2 separate regions of the Mus musculus genome follow, and region 2 is linked to region 1. Evidence: chromatin contacts called from public HiChIP or PLAC-seq data. All regions are on one chromosome and are shown on one strand. The core of a region is the stretch at or near the end of the contact, and the rest is flanking DNA. Distances in the headings are between cores, read along the strand shown. Region 1 overlaps Slc5a11 (solute carrier family 5 (sodium/glucose cotransporter), member 11). Region 2 holds the start of Zkscan2 (zinc finger with KRAB and SCAN domains 2).

Evidence for each region. HiChIP or PLAC-seq counts read pairs in DNA pulled down with a chosen protein or histone mark.
Region 2: an H3K4me3 HiChIP or PLAC-seq map of embryonic stem cells shows a contact between it and region 1, with 16 read pairs. The contact joins the promoter of Zkscan2 here to the enhancer-like site in region 1. A contact is called at or near these places in 6 of 39 promoter capture datasets (the 3T3-L1 cell line, the C10 cell line, embryonic stem cells and 3 more), 3 of 115 datasets of contacts at active chromatin or transcription factors (all in embryonic stem cells) and 4 of 9 other capture datasets (adipose tissue, embryonic stem cells, liver and 1 more).

What each region holds. Positions count from the first base shown.
Region 1 is chr7:123,250,122-123,253,008 of GRCm38.p6, reverse strand. Slc5a11 (solute carrier family 5 (sodium/glucose cotransporter), member 11) reads right to left here. Exons shown (of 17, transcript NM_146198.2): 8 at 2,833-2,887; 9 at 516-596. Among named protein-coding and RNA genes, the nearest start is that of Slc5a11, 37 kb to the right of the region's middle. Within about 2 kb of position 1,473, at least 5 of the 459 cell types and tissues checked have an H3K27ac peak or open chromatin away from gene starts, as enhancers often do. A contact at or near this core is called in embryonic stem cells, where this site is marked.
Region 2 is chr7:123,499,278-123,502,527 of GRCm38.p6, reverse strand. Zkscan2 (zinc finger with KRAB and SCAN domains 2) reads left to right here and starts at 1,902. Exons shown (of 7, transcript NM_001081329.2): 1 at 1,902-2,959. The coding sequence starts at 2,561.

The sequences.
Region 1 (2,887 bases), core at 224-2,723:
GGAGCCATATAGGAAAGGTTGGAGGAAGGAAAGGGAGAGGAGAAGGTGACATAATTATATTTTAATTTAAAATATTTTTTAAAAGAAAATTAGTAAAACCCAGAGCTGGGGGTATGACTTGCTGGTGCCCATGTGAGAGCTGCGTTGATCTAGATTCTTGGGGGAGGGGCAGACAAGTGATTCCAGAGCTGAGCAGCCCAGCCAGTATAGGCAAACCAGTGAGCTCTGGGCTCAATGAGAGACTGAGGTCTCAAAACATTAAGGTGGAACAGGTTAACTAACTGAAGAAGAAACCTGAAATTGCACACGCACTCACAAACATACAGGTGATCTCCTGCCTCCACTCCCCCTCCCACCTCTCTATCGAGCACACACACACACACACACACACACACACACACACACACACACACACATGCACACACGGGAATAGGAAGGAGCAGGTAGGAACTAAATATGCTTCTTGATCTCTGCGTTTGCTTATCACAGTGATGAAAAGAGAGTTCCCCACTTACTGTAGCCCATGAGGATGAAGGCTCCTATAAGCATGATAACAGTCTGCAGAGCATCTGTATAGATCACAGCGGCCAGACCTCCTGTAGGGAAGAGCAGAGGTTAGGGTCAAGCACTCCCACAGGACCCAGAGTAACCCTCTGGTCCCTCTGTGCGGCGAACATTTCACAGTGTTGCTTCAGCTTCAGCTCCCAGTGACTTGCAGTGATCAAAAGAATAGGGTGGATGTGCTTGCATGGGACTCCACATCTTCCCTCTAGGAACCCTGGGACTTTGTTGCCCTGAGAACAGCACTCTTTAAGAGACCTCAGGTGGACTGGAGAGATGGTTCAGCAGTTAAGAGCACTGACTGCTCTTCCAAAGGTCATGAGTTCAAATCCCAGCAACCACATGGTGGCTCGCAATCACCCATAATGAGATCTCTTTGGGTGTGTCTGAAGACAGCTACAGTGTACTTAAATATAATAAATAAATAAACCTTTAAAAAAAGGTTTTAAGAAGGTACCACACCAGAGAACAAAATGCTGGGCAATTAGGGAAACATGTAGAAACATGTAGAAGGGTGTGGCATCCTTAACGTCCCCTTCCTGAGCATCAGTAATGGAGCCTTCTCCCGAGTGATGGGAGACCTGGCTTACAATCCCACCCAAACTCTCTGCTGTTCTCTCAAGTGAGGCAGAAGTCACGAGAGCTCATAGTTTAGTGCTCTGAGTCCATCTTGTTTCTATACCACAGTTTAGTACCCACTGAGCCCTTCTTTTTTCCATACTGAGGCATACCATTCTATTTCAATTGGTCACTGAATATCTGGTGACACCAGGCTCTGGGTGCCTACCAAGAGGCAAGTTCCTGCCCTTATAGAAACTCTAGCCAAACAGAGGAGACAGTCTCCTTCATTCAAGGAACTCAGAGATGAACTGGCCGGGACAAGGACGACGAAATAAACATGACAATTAGCTCACTCCCCTCCAGCTCTGAGCACGTGGCTTCCAGTAGTCTCTCTGCATTAGGGGCCTCTGTGTGCATCGAGTTGTGTCCCCTTCCTCTCTGAGTAGGGTGGTGTTCTGTGACACTTGGAGCAAGTTTTTCTTTCTTTTTCCTCCAGAGTACTAGTCCCTTCCCTGCCTCCTAGCCAGCTCCTCAGAGCGGCTGCAGTCATGTTCTGAGGCAAGCCTTCGAATAGCAGCCCTGAAGCTCAGTGGATAGGGCACATTGTCATTGTCACTGACGCTCTAGCTATTCTGTGGAGGGGGGATGTGTGCTCTCATCCCACAGGCTCTACAGTTGTCCTCCTCTCTGCTCAGGACTCTCCACACTTCTCATGTCATTTAAATTTGGTTGTGAGAGCCCCTTTGAGAGCCCTTGACTGAGTATCCTATGTTTTTAAAAGAGACCTCCCTTTTAAAAGCTCCTTTAAAAGAGCTTCCCCAGCTCCTTAGTCACCCTTGATAGCATTTATCAATATACTCTGAGATTGACAATTGAGTTCTTTGTTCATGATTTGTTTCTTCATAGCCACTAGAAGTTCTGTGTGTGTGTGTGTGTATGTGTGTAGTGTGTGTGTGTGTGTGTGTGTGTGTGTGTGTGTGTGTGTGTGTGTAAAAGTTTTGGGTTATGTTGTTAATTTGGTTTCAGTAGTTTTCTCTTGGTATGGGGGAGGTGTTCTGGAGAGACAGGATCTCTGTATAGCCCAGGCTGGTCTTGAACTCCTGCCCCAGACCCCCAAGTTCTGGAATTATAGGCCTGAGCCAACACAACCAGCTTTATAATAGAGACTTTTGTTTCACAGGTCTATTTCTATACCAGTTTTCTATGGCAAACGGCACACAGGTGATTGACACAACACACGTGAGTATGTGTATGTGCGCATACATTTGTGGAATGAATTGCACCAAGAGAAGGCAGACAAGGGTGAAGCCAGAGTAGATAAACAGGTGACTAGTCAAAACACAGCTATTTGAAAGCCTCCTATTTGAGCACAAATTTAAAAGGAAAATATAGAGCTGTCTAAACTTAGGGCCTTAAACTTAGGATCCTTGTGCCTCAGCCTCCTGGGTGTTGGGATGACAGACTTGATCCCATCTGCCTTATCTGGCTTATCTGTGGTGCATTTAAATAATCCCTCATCTTATTGAATAGCCTTCTTCCCTTTGCATAATGATTTTTAAAATGTGATTATTCAGGACAGTGGAGTGAGTGTGAGATTTAGTAAGTAAATGGCCTTAGCCATGGTGTGTCACAGAAGGTGTATCAGGAATAAGTGGGTGGCCCACAGCCCTGCCTACCAACTCTCTAAGTATCACCCATGCCCCATGATACCTGCAACAGTGTACAGAGCTGTGATTGCCAGCAGCCCTACTATGGCCAGGTACAG
Region 2 (3,250 bases), core at 653-3,152, 250 kb before region 1:
GCTACAGAGCCAGATTATCTCAAAAATTATTTTACATCCTATTTCATATTTCATTAAGCTAACATCCTAGTGTGTAGAATGGATGTGTTTCCCAGTTATTCCAAAGTGTGATTATACCACTGCTAGCCAGCCTCCTTTAATTAGCCTGATCTGGTAAGTCTTGATCCATTTTCCCAGTCTAGCAGCAAGAGACTAGACTAATGGCTGCACCTACAAGGAGAAATAGAACCTACCATTCCCTAGTGAGTCTTAAGAAAATTACCACTCTCTGATGTCTCCAGCTTGCATTTATTGACCTGTGTGTGGATTCACTTCTCTGCTGACAAATGTGCTCTTCTGCTCTCAAGACACAAACACTGGTGCTCAAGTAAACATAATAGTTAACTAGCAACCTTTTTAAGACAGGGCCTCGTGTGCCCAGGTTGGCCTCAAAACTTGCTTTGTAGTGAAGAACAACCCTGAACTCTTGATCCTGCTGCCTCCACCACCTCCAAAGTTCTAGGATTACAAGCATGTGCCATCACACCCAGCTCCTTCTTATCTTATACTCTCCTTCACACAGTTCATGGTAAATCTCCCTAAGTCCAACAAGCCTTCAAGTTTGTGACCTTGAGCTGCTGAGATGTGCACCTGGCTTAATACCAACAAGAGGGCCATGTACATAAAAGACCCTATTCTCATCCCATGACTCCCCATCACCTTTAGCGCTTGCACCACCCTTACTGAGGTCTCAGCGCCCTAAACTCTAAAATAGAGACAACCTCATCCTCTCTATGGGATTCTTGTGAAGGCCAGTCTTTGCTCAATCCCCACTAGAGGTCTGTCTTTTGGATCTCATCCTTAGTACTACTTCTTCCAAGAAATTCACCCAGACCTCTTACCTAAACCAAATCTTGAATGTGTTTCTCTTCTTGGAAGGATTCACCCCAGGTATACAGAACTTTATTTGTAACTACTAATGATAGGAGATCTTGTTTTGCTTATCACCTACCACCATGTCTGGTAAGAAACCAGTACTCAATAATACTATCTTTAAATGCAATTAAAACAGGCTGTGTATTGGCTCCATCTCTCCCGTGGCAGATACTAACTAGATGCACCCGCGGATTATTCCGTTCTGACCTTCCTTCAGTTTATGCCGTGCCATTTATCCTTATGGTATTCTCTATGCCGCTTCGATGCTAGAACTAGCCAAATCATGGCAAAACCTTTGAGAAATAAGTCATTGGTCTGTTTTCTAATAAGCTACCTGCCTCTGAGAATAAGAGTTGTGCTGCCCACTAACGATGCCAAGAGCCTAAAACATTGTCACAAAGTAGGCACTTACAGGACAGACATTTATGAGCCAGCAGGCTCTGAGACATCTAGCTATGAAGTTTTGCAGCAGTAGGGGAATCTAGGCCCGGTCCTATTAGGTCCCAGATAGCCCGTTGGCTACTCAGACCTCAGAGCCTTGGGTAATTAAGAGATTCCCCAAAATGAAAATAAGCCTTCTCCTGACCATACATTTGAACAGAGCTAGCCACACATCCTTCCTCAGGAGTCCTGGCTCCAACCAAGGCTCCCAGACAGTAGCAATCCATGCACAGCCAGATGCTGACTGTAATCCCTCCGCCAGTTGTCACAAAGAAGTCCCTCCACCCGCAACCCCAACACACACGCGCGCACCCCTTCCACTAAAGAAATTACTCCAGCCTCCCGCAACGTCTGCCTGGCCTGAGGCAGGACGCTAGCTCGCGTCCTGCTTCACAATCTCTGGAGGAATAGGATCAGACCTCAGCGTGTCCCTCCGCCCAGAATTTCCCTTCACCCTCATTCCTAAAGTCCCTCGGCGGCAAGTCGCGGTGCTGCGCGCTCTCGCGAGATTCCTCCACGCATGCCTTCCCGCCCCCCTCCTTGCCCGCGAGGAAGCCTCGCACGGACCCCGGTCGCGAGCGGCGCATGCGTGGCCGCGGCTCCCAGCGCCCCCCGCGCTCTGCGCTGGCGGAGCTGACAGGGCAGCGCGCCAGCCGTTCGCCGCCCCCCGCGAGGCCTAGCCTCATCCCGCAGCTTCTTCCCCTCTGGCCGAGGTTCTCGGCATCCTCGTGCGGAGGAACCCCGAGCGCTGCAGGCGCCGCTGCGAGTCCGGACATTCCTGCGCTCGCGCCCCTGGTGGGCACCTGCAGCGGCCTGGACCTGGACCAGGACCCCAGGGCTGGCCGCGCCTCGCGGACACACCCCCTCCCGATCGGCGCCTCCGCCCAGCATCAGTCCCCTGGGTCCCCTTCCAGCCTAGCTTCTAACCTAAGGTCTTTCCGACCTTGCACCTTAAAGAACCTCATGGGAGGGGGCGCATCTTGATTGGATAAGAGGCCGGGTTTGCAGACTTTGGGGTGGGTGCACATTCACCCTTTCAAGAGCCTTGTACAAATTTGATTAATCAGCCTGGAGTTCCTTGTCCCAGCTAACTGCTGTCTTTTATGTCTCTACGGTCCCATATTTCCAAGGGCATTAAGTGGAGGGCACTCGGAAGCTTCTCTGGGCCCTGACTTGGAGCTAGACCTGTTGGCCCCATTGGATCATGGCTACTGTCATGAACCCTCAGATCGACGTGGAAGTTGAGGAGTGCCTCATAATGAAAGTGGAAAAGGACTCCGAGTGGGTATCGGAGCCCATTCTGGAAAGATCAGGCAGCACTGAATGTGAGTCCTTCCGTAAATGCTTCAGGCAGTTCTGTTATGAGGATGTGACAGGACCCCATGAAGCTTTCAGTAAACTCTGGGAACTCTGCTGTCGGTGGCTGAAGCCAGAAATGCGTTCCAAGGAACAGATCCTCGAGCAGCTGGTAATCGAACAGTTTCTCACCATTCTGCCTGAGAAGATTCAGACCTGGGCGCAGAAGCAATGTCCAGAAAGCGGAGAGGAGGCGGTGGCCCTAGTAGTGCATTTGGAGAAAGAGACCAGAAGACTTCGAAAGCAGGTGAGCGAGGATTTTAAAGGGATGTGGTGGGAAAGGCAGGTGGGCAGGGCTACATTTCTGGAAGAAGAGCTCATTATAGAAATAAATGGGACTTTTAAAAGATCCGGAAACCAAATTCCCCAAAAAGCAGATTTGAAATTCATACTAAATGGAGGAGAGAATTTTGGTTGAACTATGATCTTGCAAATTAAACTAAAAGTATGGTTTGTTTGTTCTAATCCTCAGTATAATGTTTCTACCAAAACGATAGAGACAGTATTAAATAGCTAATGCCTCACAGGGTTTGGTGGG